2 separate regions of the Gossypium arboreum genome follow, and region 2 is linked to region 1. The links are chromatin contacts, called in public Hi-C maps. All regions are on one chromosome and are shown on one strand. The core of a region is the stretch at or near the end of the contact, and the rest is flanking DNA. Distances in the headings are between cores, read along the strand shown. Region 1 holds the start of LOC108477214 (BTB/POZ domain-containing protein SR1IP1). Region 2 has its middle 46 kb from the start of LOC128286014.

The links. Hi-C and Micro-C count contacts between places; a contact is called where the count stands out from the background.
Region 2: a contact with region 1 is called in a Hi-C map of leaf, with 3 times the contacts expected there. The contact joins the enhancer-like site here to the promoter of LOC108477214 in region 1. A contact is called at or near these places in 3 of 5 Hi-C or Micro-C datasets (all in leaf).

Annotation. Positions count from the first base shown.
Region 1 is chr12:34,339,565-34,346,938 of ASM2569848v2, forward strand. LOC108477214 (BTB/POZ domain-containing protein SR1IP1) reads left to right here and starts at 2,595. Exons shown (of 5, transcript XM_017779693.2): 1 at 2,595-3,245; 2 at 3,343-3,412; 3 at 3,615-4,229; 4 at 4,313-4,852; 5 at 5,058-5,770. The coding sequence starts at 3,148. The coding sequence ends at 5,579.
Region 2 is chr12:35,177,308-35,184,681 of ASM2569848v2, forward strand. No RefSeq gene overlaps it. Among protein-coding and RNA genes, the nearest start is that of LOC128286014, 46 kb to the left of the region's middle. Within about 2 kb of position 2,719, at least 2 of the 2 cell types and tissues checked have an H3K27ac peak or open chromatin away from gene starts, as enhancers often do. A contact at or near this core is called in leaf, where this site is marked.

The DNA of each region.
Region 1 (7,374 bases), core at 1,345-3,844:
TGTAAAAATGACACTTTGTAGTTGGGATAATAAAATTTTAATCCTCCATTTTTATACTTTTGGCCAATTTGACTAATTAGATATAAAATGATAAAATTGATTTAAAATATTAAAAAATTTAAAAATTTAAAATTTATGCAAAAGTAAATAAAGTTGGAGAAAATGAGGGAAATTGTTTTAAACCCTACAAATTTTCTTTCTGTATTATTTATATAAAAATATCTAATACCCATTCCTTGAAACATTAAGCAAAGTTATTGATTCTTTATTTTTATCTCCTTTGTTTCTTGACATAGTCTTTTCGATATAAGAAAAGAAAAAAATTCATGATATAATTCATTTTTACAAATTGGGTTTTGAAAAATAAACTAAATAAAATGAATCGATTTGAGTTTGAAAAAGAAAATTTTGTGATACATTATATATTTTTTTGGGTAAAAGAATGTCATTAGAGGCAATTTCCCATGCCTTTGTAATTTTAATTCTGGATGTTCTTTAAGAGCATGGAACTCATCTTGAAGATATTGCTAATTTGATTTCGAGAAAAGCGAGGAAGTATGTAATGATCTAACTTTTTTATTTTGTTTTTAATTTGTTTTTCGATTCTATAGAATGATTTTTTATTTCCCATACATATTAGTATTTAAAAACAACATATTTGAGATTTTATTTTTCTAGGATTTTTATATAGAACTTTTGTTTTTAAAATAAATATGATTTTTTTTATAATTCTATATAGAATCATGGTCTAGTTGATAGAAAATAAAAAGTTAAGGACTAAAATTGTTATCATACCAAGTTAAAACGTGTCACTTAACAGTTAAGTGACAAAAAAAATCAAAAATGTTAATAGCCAAATTATAACTTTTTAATTAAATGACAAAACTAAAACTTAACTATAGTTTAATAACTAATAATACAATTTACCTTAAATTTAAATACTATATATATAAAGTTATTCAAATTACCCTACATATTTGAATTTTACGAAAATTTAATAATAAAGATGAAAATTCCAACATCAAATTCCTTAGGCACAAGCCACCACTCTTCTACTTTTCAAGTTTTTTTTTTAAATTTTTAATTTTAAAACTAATTTTATGTTTTCATTTTTGAATTTCAAATGGCTTTATAGCATTTTTCATATTTTTAATGATTTTTTGAAAATAAGAAAAAAATTATTTTTAAAATTTTTATGTATTTGGTTTTTGAATTTTGAATTTTAAAATATTTGCTAATACATTGTACAAAATAAAATAGTGCCATGTCAACAATAAAGTATATATGGATTATGATGCAAGATTTCACATTGATATCTAAAGGTTAAAAATTTTTGGAAAATTTTTACAATTTCAACTTTTAGGATCTTTATTGAAAATATGAAAAAATTATTTTTAAAATTTTTATATGCATTTTTGAAGAGTAATAATCAAATTAATAAAATCTTAAATGCTAGAGCTTAAAATTACTTTATTTTAGGCTTAAATCACAAAATGTTATCTAAACTATACCTATTTTCTCAAGTTGGTACTTAAATTAATTTTGGTTACAAGTGGTATTAAACTATACTATGTTACCAAATAAATAAATAAATAGCAACTTGAGAAAAAAAAAGTACAATTTAGGTACCATTTTATGATTTAAGTCTTTTTGTAAAATTGTCACATTGTCCGATTAATGACAAATTTAAATAGTATTATGAATTGAGTCAAAAATATTAAAATGTCTAGAACTATTCATAATATTTACATAACCCTTAAATAAATAAAAAAATACGTTTTCTTAGGAAGAAAATAATGTTGATGTGAACAAGGTGAAGAGTAGCTTAGTGTGTTGAAGTATAAGGAGAAAATAAATAAATTTCAAGAATTGAGCTGCATATTTGATGAAATAGCCGGGAATTATTAAAAGAAGGCATTTAATAACTTAAGCTTTTGCATTTCATGGTTAAATTACCCCGTTTTTAATGTGTAAAAGTTTCCAGTAGCTATGGTGCCCATTAGCATTAGTCCTTTTAACTTGATTGCACCAAGAGTCAAAATTTGATAGAATAACATAATAGTTGAGAAAATGGGACAATTGCCTGCAACTAAATACAAAAATCCTTTTAATGTTGGTATAACCAGAAAATCCAAAGGATGGGGCCGGGAATAGCTGTGAAATGGATATGAATTATAATCCCACTACTTCATATCAAATCTTACCATGGATTGGCGACCAAATCAACTATCAACGTTATGAAGGGGACCCTTAATTTAAATTGCGTAAAACAGATGATCACGCTTTTCATTAGTTTCTGAGAATTTCTACCCAACTTTAGCAAATATACACCCAGTTATCTGCTGCCTTCAAAATGTAGGGACAAACTGATCTCTTCTATCATTTTCCTACTGCTGCTGATTGGAGACTAGTTACAGTGGCGAACAAGTTGTCGCTCACATCACCAATTACACAAGGGCTAGACTTGGAATGTTAATATGATGACTACAAAAGTAGTCAAAAATGTTTTCTCCATTATTACACTGTAAAACAATATAAGAGTAACATATTTAAAAATAGTAAGAACATTAAATCTTTTAAATATCCTGTAAAAACTAAAACATAAAATTTTATCAGAGATAGATGGGAACATTTGTGGATGGGAATATTTCCCACTTACAAGCTTTCGACCTTTAGCCGCCAAGGAAGTTGGAGCCATCTCATCTCTATAACCCACACCACACGCTGTTAATCTTCATCTATCTTCTCATGCACTCACCTCATTTCATTCCACTATTACCAAAATTGCCACTCATTTTAAACCTTGTCCACCGTACACCCTGCCCTCTAGTTTCCTTGTGAGGCCTAGTTTTGGGAATTCCCCATTTCTGATGGCTTTTTTTGTAAGGCTGAAGTTAGATAATGCAGTTTCATTAGAGATTTAGAGAGATGATAGCTCCTGCTTCTGCTTCTCATTTAAACATTCAAGGCAAAAGAAGAAGAGACAAAACATTGAAGGAAATGACATGTTTTTGTTGCTTCCTTACAACCTTGTAAAGTTATAAGCATCGTGTCCGAATTTCTCTGTGCCAACTGCCAAGGTTCTCATTATCTATGGCTTGATGGAGATAGAGATAAGATCATGGTAAAATCAGTTGAGTGTGTTCCATGGTGGATTTTGTTAAGGAGGAGATTGCACCTACTAGTTTTAACATGTCATCTAAAAAGGAGCTTCTTTCCACAGCCATGAAGAGAACCAGCGAGTGGTATCAGTATTATTCCCTTTTCTTTCAGTAACAGGGATCATTTTTGATGAAGTGGCTGCTGAAGTTGATAACCTGATCTCTTTGTTGTTTTTTCCAGGATTTTCTCTCAGGAGATTCCCAGTGATGTCACTGTCCAAGTTGGAGGAGTTTCTTTCTCACTGCATAAGGTAGAAATCAAACACTTTAATTCATGTATTTCCATTTATCAGAATGACAAGCAGCCGTAGTGTTGTAACCATGGTCGCTAATCGGACACAGTTGATGTTTGTATTTATTTAGTACCATTTATAGACAAGTTGGCATCTATATTTTGTTGTATATATGGCAGAACCGTGCACTTTTTGAACTTATTTCCTACTTGAATTGCAGTTTCCATTAATATCTAAGTCTGGATACGTAAGAAAAGTTGTAACGGAATCCAATGATGCTGATCATTCAATCATAGAAATCCCCAATGTTCCAGGTGGAGCAGATTCATTTGAACTAGCAGCTAAATTCTGTTATGGGATAAATTTCGAGATAAGCAGCGAAAACATTGCCATGCTAAGATGTGCGGCCGAGTATCTCGAGATGACTGAGGACTATGCAGTCGGAAATCTTGTGGGAAGAACTGAAGCCTACTTGAATGAAGTGGCACTTAAGAGTCTAGCAGGAGCAGTTTCTGTGTTACATATGTCTGAAAGCCTCCTCCCTATTGCAGAGGAAGTTAAATTAGTGAGCCGGTGCATTGACGCAATCGCGTATTTAGCTTGCAAAGAGAGCCAGTTTTATATGTCTAGCAGGTCTGATAGTGGCAATGATGGTACCATTTCTTTGACAACCACTAACTCGAGATCAATTGTCGATTGGTGGGCTGAAGATTTAGCTGTTCTTCGAATCGACATCTTCCAACGGGTTCTTATTGCAATGGTAGCAAGAGGGTTTAAACAATATGATCTTGGTCCAGTGCTTATGCTTTATGCACAAAAGGCTCTTAGAGGTTTGGTGAGACACCCATACCAACATGATGGACTTCTTTACTAGATATATGTTTGATGTCTAAAGTGCAGACTCTTTTTTTCATGCAGGAAGTATTTGGAAAGGGGAGGAAGAAAATTGAGCCGCGACAAGAACACGAGAAAAGGGTTGTGTTGGAAACCATAGTGAGTCTTCTGCCTAGGGAGAAAAATGCGATGTCCGTAAGCTTTCTATCAGTGTTGCTTCGTGCAGCGATATACCTTGAAACAACTGTTGCTTGTCGACTTGATTTGGAGAGAAGGATGGCCTTGCAATTAGGACAGGCTGTTTTGGATGATCTCTTGATTCCTGCATATTCTGTTACCGGGGATACATTATTTGATGTGGACACCATGCAGCGGATCCTGACGAACTACGTTGAATATGAAACTGAAGGCCACCATTTTGGATACAAAGAAGATGATGAGTACATTTCTCCCCCACCAAGTGACATGGAAAGGGTGGGAAAGCTAATGGAGAGCTACCTAGCTGAAATAGCATCTGACCGTAATCTACCTATCTCGAAATTCATCGGTCTTGCTGAACTCATTCCGGAACAATCCAGGGTAACAGAGGATGGGATGTATAGAGCCATAGATATCTACCTCAAGGTACATAAATCTCCATCTTAAGAATCTGCTGCAACTTTATTCCAAGACTTTGTACACATAGCAGTAATGGTGATCTTGAAGCATTTGCATACAAGATAATATTACTACTATCAAGATTCACAACTTTTCAGTATAATTGTTAATGTTATGATCTTTTTGATCCACCATACATATATTCCTTCACTGATTTGATTACAATCAATAGGCCCACCCCACTATTACTGACATGGAGAGGAAGAAAGTTTGCAGTTTAATGGATTGCCAGAAACTCTCGAGGGAGGCCTGCGCGCATGCGGCTCAGAATGACCGTCTTCCAGTGCAGACCGTGGTTCAAGTCCTTTACCATGAGCAGCAACGCCTTCGAGATGTTATGAATGGAAGTGGAGATTCCCCTGCTGTCATTCCTTCCAAGGTGAATTTATACCCTACTGATGTCCATCCAGTTTCAGGTGAACTGTCCAGCTTGAAAAGAGAGAACCAGGACTTGAAACTAGAGCTAGTGAAAATGAAAATGAGACTGAAAGAAATAGAAAAATCAACATCAGCAAAAACTGCAGTAAGCAGTCCCATGGGAAGTATTACGCCATCATCTGATAAGCCTCCTTTGCCTAAAAAATCATTTATGAATTCAGTTTCCAAGAAACTCGGACGGCTTTATCCTTTCGTCCCTTCCAGTGCCAAAGGTCGAACAAGACCCAGCAAAGATAGGAGACACTCCATATCTTGACACCACATTGCTTTGCCTAAAAATCATTATTATTTTTTTTTGCGTGGGAAATTGTTTAGCGTCTGTGTTACTTGTAAGGCTCGAGAAAACTTGGAGCGCTCACCTCTCTTTTATTTTATGGGGTACCTTTCAATATCTGCTTCTTCTGTATGTTATTGCTGTAAATAATATCATCTTTATGTTTGATACCACATCACGGAGGTTTTTGCTGCCATTTGAAAGACTACTTTTCTTTAACTCTGTTCAACACATAACAAAGTGACTCCAACTCAAAATTTAACTTGATTCTTCAATTCTAGCCGCTCTATAAATTGAATTTCAACCCATTGCGAATTCTAAAAAATAAAAATAGCAAATCGTGACTGTTGGTTTTTATCAACGGTAAAATCAATTTTTTAAAAGAAGAAAGTAATATTACCCTTTTGCACTCCTGTATATCTTCCCAATCTCATTTCATTCTCAAGTTTATTTTCTCTTAATTTTCAATCTCAAATTTCTAACTAAATTTCATATTTTTTTAGTTACCAAATATTAATAATTTCGATTTTCATCATATCAAATTCCTTAAGTAACATAAATTTAATGTGTTTAAAATTTTTAGTAATATGTTTTAGTTGTTTGAATCTATTGTTATATTGTATTTAAGATGCCTTAAAAGAAAAATAATTTTTTATTTTAATAATATTATAAATTGAGAAATAATTTTTTATTTTAATAATATTATAAATTGAGAAATAATTTTTTTATTTTAATAATATTATAAATTGAGTTTAATTAACATTGCAGATTTTTAAAATGTCAACGACACTAATTCCTTTGGATCACACATGGGCACGCACACACGCGCGCGCGCGCACACACACACACACATATATATATATATACATAAATGATGCATATTTAGTAGACTTGTTCGTGTGCCAGGTCACTTAAAAAGTGGGAGGGTTAAGGTAAAACTATAGGCCTGAAAAATGAGTTTTGACAAAAAAATGCCCGTTTAGAAAACGGGTTAGGCCTTGGGTAAGATTTTTTGGCTCAGGTCCGACCCTGCTTGAATTTGAAAAAAAAACTGCTATTTTGCTGTTGTTTTCCCATTGTTTTGCTACCATTTCACTATTATATTGTTCCTATTTTTTTGTTATTGTTTGGATATTATATAACTCTTGTTTAATTGTTAATTTTACTATTATTTTAGAAACATTTGCTTGTTAAGTTGTACCTATCATAGTGTTATTTAAGTATAAAAACTTTTTTAAATTTAGGGTTAAATATAAAATTGCTACATGAACTTATCCGCTTCTCCCAGATTGGTACTTAAGGTTTTTTTTATCCCAGATTGATACCCGAACTTTTTTTCCGTCAACTAGTTTGGTACTTTTTTTAACGCCGTTAAATTTGAGATAGGTGGCAAAATAGGATTGTGACACGTGGCATGATTATGTCATAATCTATTTTTCTATTTCATTTTTTCTTTTCTTTTTTTTTCCTTTTTCCTTTTCTTTTATTCATTCTCGTTCCCATCTTATTTTTTTTTCTTTTCTTCTCCTCCTCATTTCTTTTCCAACCCTAGCAGCTGCCAGCATGCTCCACTCTGGCATTGTCACCGAAGTTTGTTCTTTGGTCCAAATAATGGTACCGATCAACTTTTTCCTCTTGCTCTTTCATTTCCTCTAATTTTTTTCACTGAGAACTCTTTGAAATCCTGTTGGGTTTCTCCTCCTCTTGTCACCTTGCTCCGATGTCGTCATAACCTATTTCAGTGTCATCACCTATCAGAGAAGCACCGAACGACTTT
Region 2 (7,374 bases), core at 1,469-3,968, 840 kb after region 1:
CCGCCATGGCCTTTCGGACACCCTTAATGTACACGTGTTTGGCCTTGATCTACTTAGCTTGTCTCAAACCTAGCCTAGGTATCAATGTGGCCAACCTATAAAATGTTGCTAAAAAAAAGCAGAAATCGACAGATGACGTGTGTGCCTCAATACAGAGTTGACCACCTCTACCAGGTTGGTCGTCATTTTCCTATACCGAAACCCCTCACCGTAACTTTGAGTCAATTGCCCGTTCTTCATACTACCTAACCATGTCCGGAGATTTGTTGGTAAAGATGACATCTGAGATTCAAGCCTCGCAAACCTCTGCCTGAATCTTCGCGGTTCTAACTCATCACCTGCATATTTAATTTGAAATCAGTATTTTAAAAACTTATAGGCTGAAAAAATTTGAAAAGTAATTTTGGAAATAAATACAAACAAAAATTTTTTACCCATGTTTACGAATTCTTTTTTCCAATCTTTATTCTTATAATCTCTGTGGAAGCTTGATGCAATGTGCCGGATGCAATAAACAAACCTTCACGGAACCTCCAATCGCCTTATCGCAGCAAGTAATCTTTTCGATTTATCTGATACAAGGCAAATGTTGTCTTTTCTAACAACATGCCTCCGTAGATTTCTAAGGAAAAATTCCCAAGACTCGAAGCACTCACGCTCCATGATGGCGAAAGCGATCGGAAGTAAATTTTGATTGCCATCTTGTGTAACAACAATCAAGAGTATTTGCGTGTATTTTCCATACAACCATGTCCCGTCCACCTGCACCATTGACTTGCAGTGAGGGAAAGCCCTAACATACGGCTTGAACGTCCAAAACAATCGGTGAAAAAATTGTTTCCCCGATTGTATCTCCCTGTCTGACCTTTATACGGTTTGCAAATTAGTCACTGTCCCAAGCACATACTCTTGCATCCCGACTATCCACCCTTAAAGCTCATTGCATGACGAATCACAGTTACCATACAACTCTCGTATCGCCGTTTGCTTTGCCCACTATGTCTTTCTGTACGATACTTTATACTTGAATTGAGCTTGCATGTTTGCAATAAAAGCCGACACCTGAATGGTGGGAGACTCTTTCACTAAAGAGATTATGCAGTTTCATATAGTTGTTGTATCTAACTTTCTATGGTCTTGCGACATACGAGTAGACGTGCATGTGTGTGGACCTTCTAGTTTCTTTATCATCCACATCTGTGTTTGCTGCATTAACGCGGCTCAAACATGCCAGTTACAACCACTTGACGCTTTCCAACATTCTCCTACGTACAAAAACTACGTCGACTTCATTACTTTATAATCCACACCTAACTTCAAGCTAAGTTGTTTTATAGCATGTAAACAGTTTTGTTGGTTATCGAATTGTTGTCCTACAAACAACTCTTCATCGCCGAATTCAATATCAAGTAGGTGAGCCAGCACAATGTTTGTATATTCCGAGAACTCGCCTGCAAGAGCCGCATCAGGATCCACGTCAGTTATGAAGGACCCTGGATTATTTCTTATAACTATACCAGGGCCCGTGTTCACGGCCAAATAGAGGTTTACATTTTCACCCTCCATCAGCCTTTCTTTGTCTATGCTTCAAGGATGTCATCCAAATCGAGGTCACTAAAATCATCGTTGGAATCACAGTGGGACTGATCATCATTATCAGACTCTTCATCACCATATTCTATGGTGGCCAACACCTCTGAATGGATCTCTAGACGAGTACATGAGTTTGGGATGTTATACGAACATCCACCGGTGTTTGGATTTTCGGGAGTTGGCATTGACCGTCCAAAACCCGACTGATTTTCCTAGGAGACTTTAAGATCAAAATCAATTCCAGAGCACTAGCTTCTTGGAGTTACAACTTGAATAGGATTCGATTTAGCTATCTCCGCAAACAACTCAACAGGGTTGGGATTTTCTATCTCAGGGGGGCAATAAATTGCTATCATTGTCTCTAGATCATCATCATCTTTAAGCTCCATTTTGGAGAACTTGAGCGGATCAGTTGAAATCAGAAATTTGTAAAACAATCTCACATTTGCTTTCTACAATGGGTTGCTATCTTTGTACTAATTTTTCGTTTTAAATCTGCCAGCGAAATACGCTTGTTGAATCTCATTCCTATTTTTTTTCTACTTTGAAATACACGGCCTTCTTCAGTTGTATTTATCATTTCTCTATTGAAATGAACATAAACAAACAAAATTTTAGAACTTATCTTAAAATTTTTTTGCTTCATTCTAAATAAAGAAAAAAACTAATATTTTTAATCTTGATTTTCAATTAATAAAGCAAACAAAAAACTCAAATAAAAGATAAAATACCTATATATATTTGATAAATTTGGTGTCGACCATCTACTGGCCAGCACTAAAATTTTTGTTTTTAAATTCATTGGTGCCAGTCATCAGTGTCCCTAAGTAAAAAAAAAAATTGCCTTGGGACATGAAAAAAGTACCTGGTGCTGGCCAGTAGATGGCCAACACCAAAAAAATTATTTTTAAAAAATTTTAATTGGTGCCAGCCATCAGTTTCCAATTTTTTATTTTTTATTTTTATTTTTACATTGGGAGCCAAAATTGTACTTGGTGTCGGCCATTACATGGCCAACACCCAAAAAAAATTTTCTTTGTTTAAAAAATTTAATTGGTGTCACCCATCAGTGTTCAAAAAAAAAATATTGGGACACGGAAAAAGTACTTGGTGCCGGCCATTACATGGTTAACACCCAAATTTTCTTTTTTAAACTTAACTGGTGCCAGCCATCAGTGTACCAAAGTAAAAAAAAAATTACATTGGGACACGAAAAAAGTACCTGGTGCCAACCATTTACTTGTCAGCACCAATTTTTTTTTTTTTTTTACATCTCTGGTGCCAACAATTACATGGCCAGAACCAATATTTTTTTTTAAAATATTGGTATTTTTATATTCTAGTATGATACGATTTTAAAAAAATATCCTGGTGTCGACTATTAGGTTTCTAAACTAAAAAAAAATTAATTTTTTAAAGCCTGACACAATCATTAAGCAATCATGGGACCAAAATACTATGTAGTGCCGGTCATTGGGTTCCTAATACCCAAAAATATTGTTTATTTCAAATTATTTTAATAATTGTTTTTGAATCTAGGTCATTTTTATAAATATCAAAATTTTTTAAGTGAAATTAGTAAATTAGCCAAAAAATTTCAAAAATATTTTTTCACAAGTTTCAAAAACAGTAATAAACTAGCCCTCAAATCCAATGGGTTAGAGTTAGCAATACTTTTCGGATTAGTGTGGACGGTCACACTTAGCTTCTGTTATTTTATTTTAGTAACCTGTCAACGTTCAATCAATTCCTATGGTCCAGTATCACTATCGCTGCTACAGTCATGGATGTCAATCATTCATCTGATAATGAATGTTAAATAACGTCGGCAACTTCCATGGCTCATGAGTTTCCTTATTATCTCACATACTAACTTTTTTCCTACCTTCAGCTAAACCAAAGCCTAGAACTTTGGACTGAATCATGGCCAAATATGGTGGGCAACATTGATGGTTCTTACACACACTGAAAGAAGACATTAAAACATGAATATTCCTTTCACAACCAGCTGCTGCAAATGGCCAAGGAAGGGCGGATTTTTAGAGTTGAAACGGTGCATTCAAATGGATTATATTTAAAGATTATAAACTCGGAAGAATTTAGGTGATGAAGATCAGACCATGTTTTTAGAATGTTTGGAGCACCAGTTTAAGCTGCAACTTGTTTTCTTCTAAAACATCAATGGTTAAACCAGATATGGTCACCTGTTAGTGTTCTTCGCCACCCAGACTGAGATGGTTACCTATAATGGGCTTTCGATTTTCAACTTTCAAGAGATCATTGTCGACTTTCAGTAGCAATTTTGGCTGCCAATGGTCATTAATTGCTTGCTTTTCCTGGGTTGAAATTTAAATTATTTATTTTTATGATTAATAATTAATATTTTATAATTTTTTAAAGATTAAATATAATTTTATTATTTTTTAAAAATTAAAATATAGTTTTACTATTATTAATTTAAAATTTTATAAATTATGCCTAGCCCCACTTCGTTTGTCACTTGCTTTGCCTATTTTCTTCTTTTTTTTCTGGAAACTCCATATATTATGTTGTCTTTAGCGTTTTTCACATTAGCAATTGTAGTGCTAAGATGAGATTTTAGACCAGAGAGAAGGTGTGTCTAATTTCTCTTTTCTGGTTGTTTATTTTCCTTATCAGGATCATCTTAGAAACCCGTTGATTACGGTGCATTAGATAGATGGCAACGTGGCATAGGCCAATTATTTCAATGGACGAAGAAGAGTTCTGGAGATGAGCCAGGTGCATCTGGGAGTAGAATTATGAGAACTTTGGTCCCCTACTGGGACCGTACCTCACATTTGACAGATAAAAAGAAGAAAGTGTTTTTAAGGACCGACCATTTTCTTGGTAGAACCCAAGCTGTCTGGTACTTGAAAGGATGGCTTGCCCTCTCCTCGTATACAAGCTAAACCCAAATGTTGTATGCTTTTGTTCAATTAAATCGACTCGGTTGCATATGAAAGTTATAGACATATGAGGAGTGAGAGTTCTAGGTTTTCCTCATCTTTGCATCTATTCATCTTATTTCCTTTTACAGCCTTCTTTCCGATGCACCCTTTGAAAGTTGCAAACTCAGTACAAGTATTCCCCTCTTTAAGAACAATCAGAATCCCAGAGGTTCTAGATTGGTAGGACTCTGAGCTAGGATTAGCTTTTGAAATTGAAACTTCATTTGCATCCCAGAATGATGGCAGTAATTAAACAACCCAATCTGTCAATTGATGGCTCCTTGAATTCATTGGACGACCCTATCTCTACGTGAACCATAAATTTTGGACATCATGTTGAACATATAACATAGTTAAGAAAATGGTAACGTCAGACACCATTCAGATACGATATGTTGAGGCCAATCAGAGTTAGACACCACTCACATTCACTTGGTTCGATATTACGTTCCATCAGGTACAGGCCATCATTCCCTAACGAATGGCTAAACTCTGTCATCATCTGTAAACTAGCTTTAGCCATAGGTGTAGCATTTTATCGCTTCATAGATTACCCTTCAATCACTGTTATTTTTTGTAGAACAACATCCAGTCAAAAACCCCAGAGTTGAATCAAGTGTAAGCGATCCATCCATCAGAGAAAAATTCTCAAGTCTCAACCCTATCTCTATGTCTGTCAAAACCGAATATCGCTGGAGGTTTACTGCTTGTTTTGAATTCAGCTAAACCGAGATTGGGGTGCTGGAATATTTATTATTAAAACAAATATTTAGCGCTGTTTAATTTTATAATAAATTAAAGGGTTAATATATAATTTGATTCCTAAACTTGTTCATTTTACCTAGTTGGTCCCTAAATTTTTTATATCTAATTAGTCCTTAAACTTGTATTCCATCAACTATATTAATACTTTTGTACAACATTATTAGTTGTGCTGATATGGTACTACTAGCTAATCTGGTGATCCCACGTGGTAACCTCTTAATGTGCCATGTGGCAAACATAAACTAAAATAATATATATAAATATATAAATTATGTTGTCCATGTGTCATTTTGAGAGGTTGTCACATGACACCTCCAAATTGGCTAGAAATATCATGGCATCACAAACTAACAATGTTAGTGTAGAATAGACCTGCTCATGGGTCGGGCTACCTGGCCCGGCCCGAAGGTCCACCCGAAATGTGGGAGGGTTTAGGCAAAAATATAAGCCCGAAAAATAGGCTTGGATAAAAAAATAATGGCCGTTTAAAAAACGGGTCGGCCTCCAGTAAAGTATTTTTGGCAGCCCGACCCGAATTCACTAAATGACAAAAAAAATCTGCCATTTTTTTTTTGTTTTTGAATGTTATTTTCTTGTTTTCTTCCTATTTTGCTACCATATTACTATTATGTTGCTACCATTTTGTTGTTATTGTTTGAATATTGTATAAAACTTATTTTATTATTAATTTTGTTATTATTTTAAAGGCATTTGTTAATTTTGTTATTATTTTAGAGGTATTTGCTTGTTAAGTTGTATCTATCTTAATGCTATTTAAGTCTACATATTTTTTAAAATTTATTTTCAATTTGTTGGAAAATATTTATTTTGATTTTTAGTATTTTGATGTATTATATATATTTAAAAATTATATAAAATAATATAAAAAATTAATATGGGCGGGCCGAATCGAGCCCGGGTTTTAGCATTTTTGTTTGGGTCGAGCTTGAGCGAAATTTTAAGCCTATATTTTGGGCCCGATAGCCTGAGCTTAATAAATAGACCTAAATTTTTAGTTGAGCCCGGCCCGTTAGCACCTCTAGTGTGGAAGGACCAACTTGGTTGACGGAATACAAGTTTAAAGACTAATTAGATCCAAAAAATTTAAGAACTAACTAACTAGATACAAATGGATATGTTCAGGGGCAAATTATATATTATTCCTAAATTAACTAGTTTTATGTATTTTAAACAGAAATTTGTGTTTAGAATTGAAATAGAAGATGTCGAATCCTCTTTGTGGTGACAATGGGGATGGTTCGTGTTCTGTTGGTGATCGGAATACTAAAAAGGTGCGGTTTAAAGAGACAGATTCAAGATCGGATCCAGAGATGGTTGTTGATTCGAATCCTTTGTCGTCGTTTTCCTAGAAAGAGAAGCTTTTCGGTAAAAGATTGCATGATCAAAAAGGGGGAGTAAAGTGGTCAGTCTTGAAACGGATGATGATTTTGCATTTTCTTGATGGAGATATCAAAAGGTCATCTATTAACGGAGTTCCATCGATTGAGTTTTTGGATCGGGTTAATCAACTTTTAATTAAAGAAATGTCTACCTCACTGGTGCTTAAGTTATTGGGGCAAAAAATTGGATTTGCAGCACTCCAAAATCAGATTTATGGATTACGGAAGCCTTCCATGTCATCCCAATTGATGGATATTAAGAACAGATATTTCCTGGTTAAATTCCAGAATTCAGAGGATTATGAGAAGCTTTTAACCCAAGGACCATGGATCATGTACGGTCAATATCTGACTGTATAACCCTAGACAACAGAGTTCAATCTCGCACAACCTTACCCGAATGTGGTAATGACCTTGATCAAATTCCCAGGTCTTCCAGGACATTTGTACAAAAAGAGAATACTGTGGGAAATTAGTGGAATGGTTGGCAAGAATGCAAAATTGGATTTCAATACGGATAGCAAAGCGAGAGGAAAATATGCTCGTATGGCTGTTTACATTAATCTGGGAAAACCTTTGCTTTCACAGGTCCTAATTAATGGAAATATTCAACGCATCGAATATGAATCGTTACCGGTGGTTTGTTT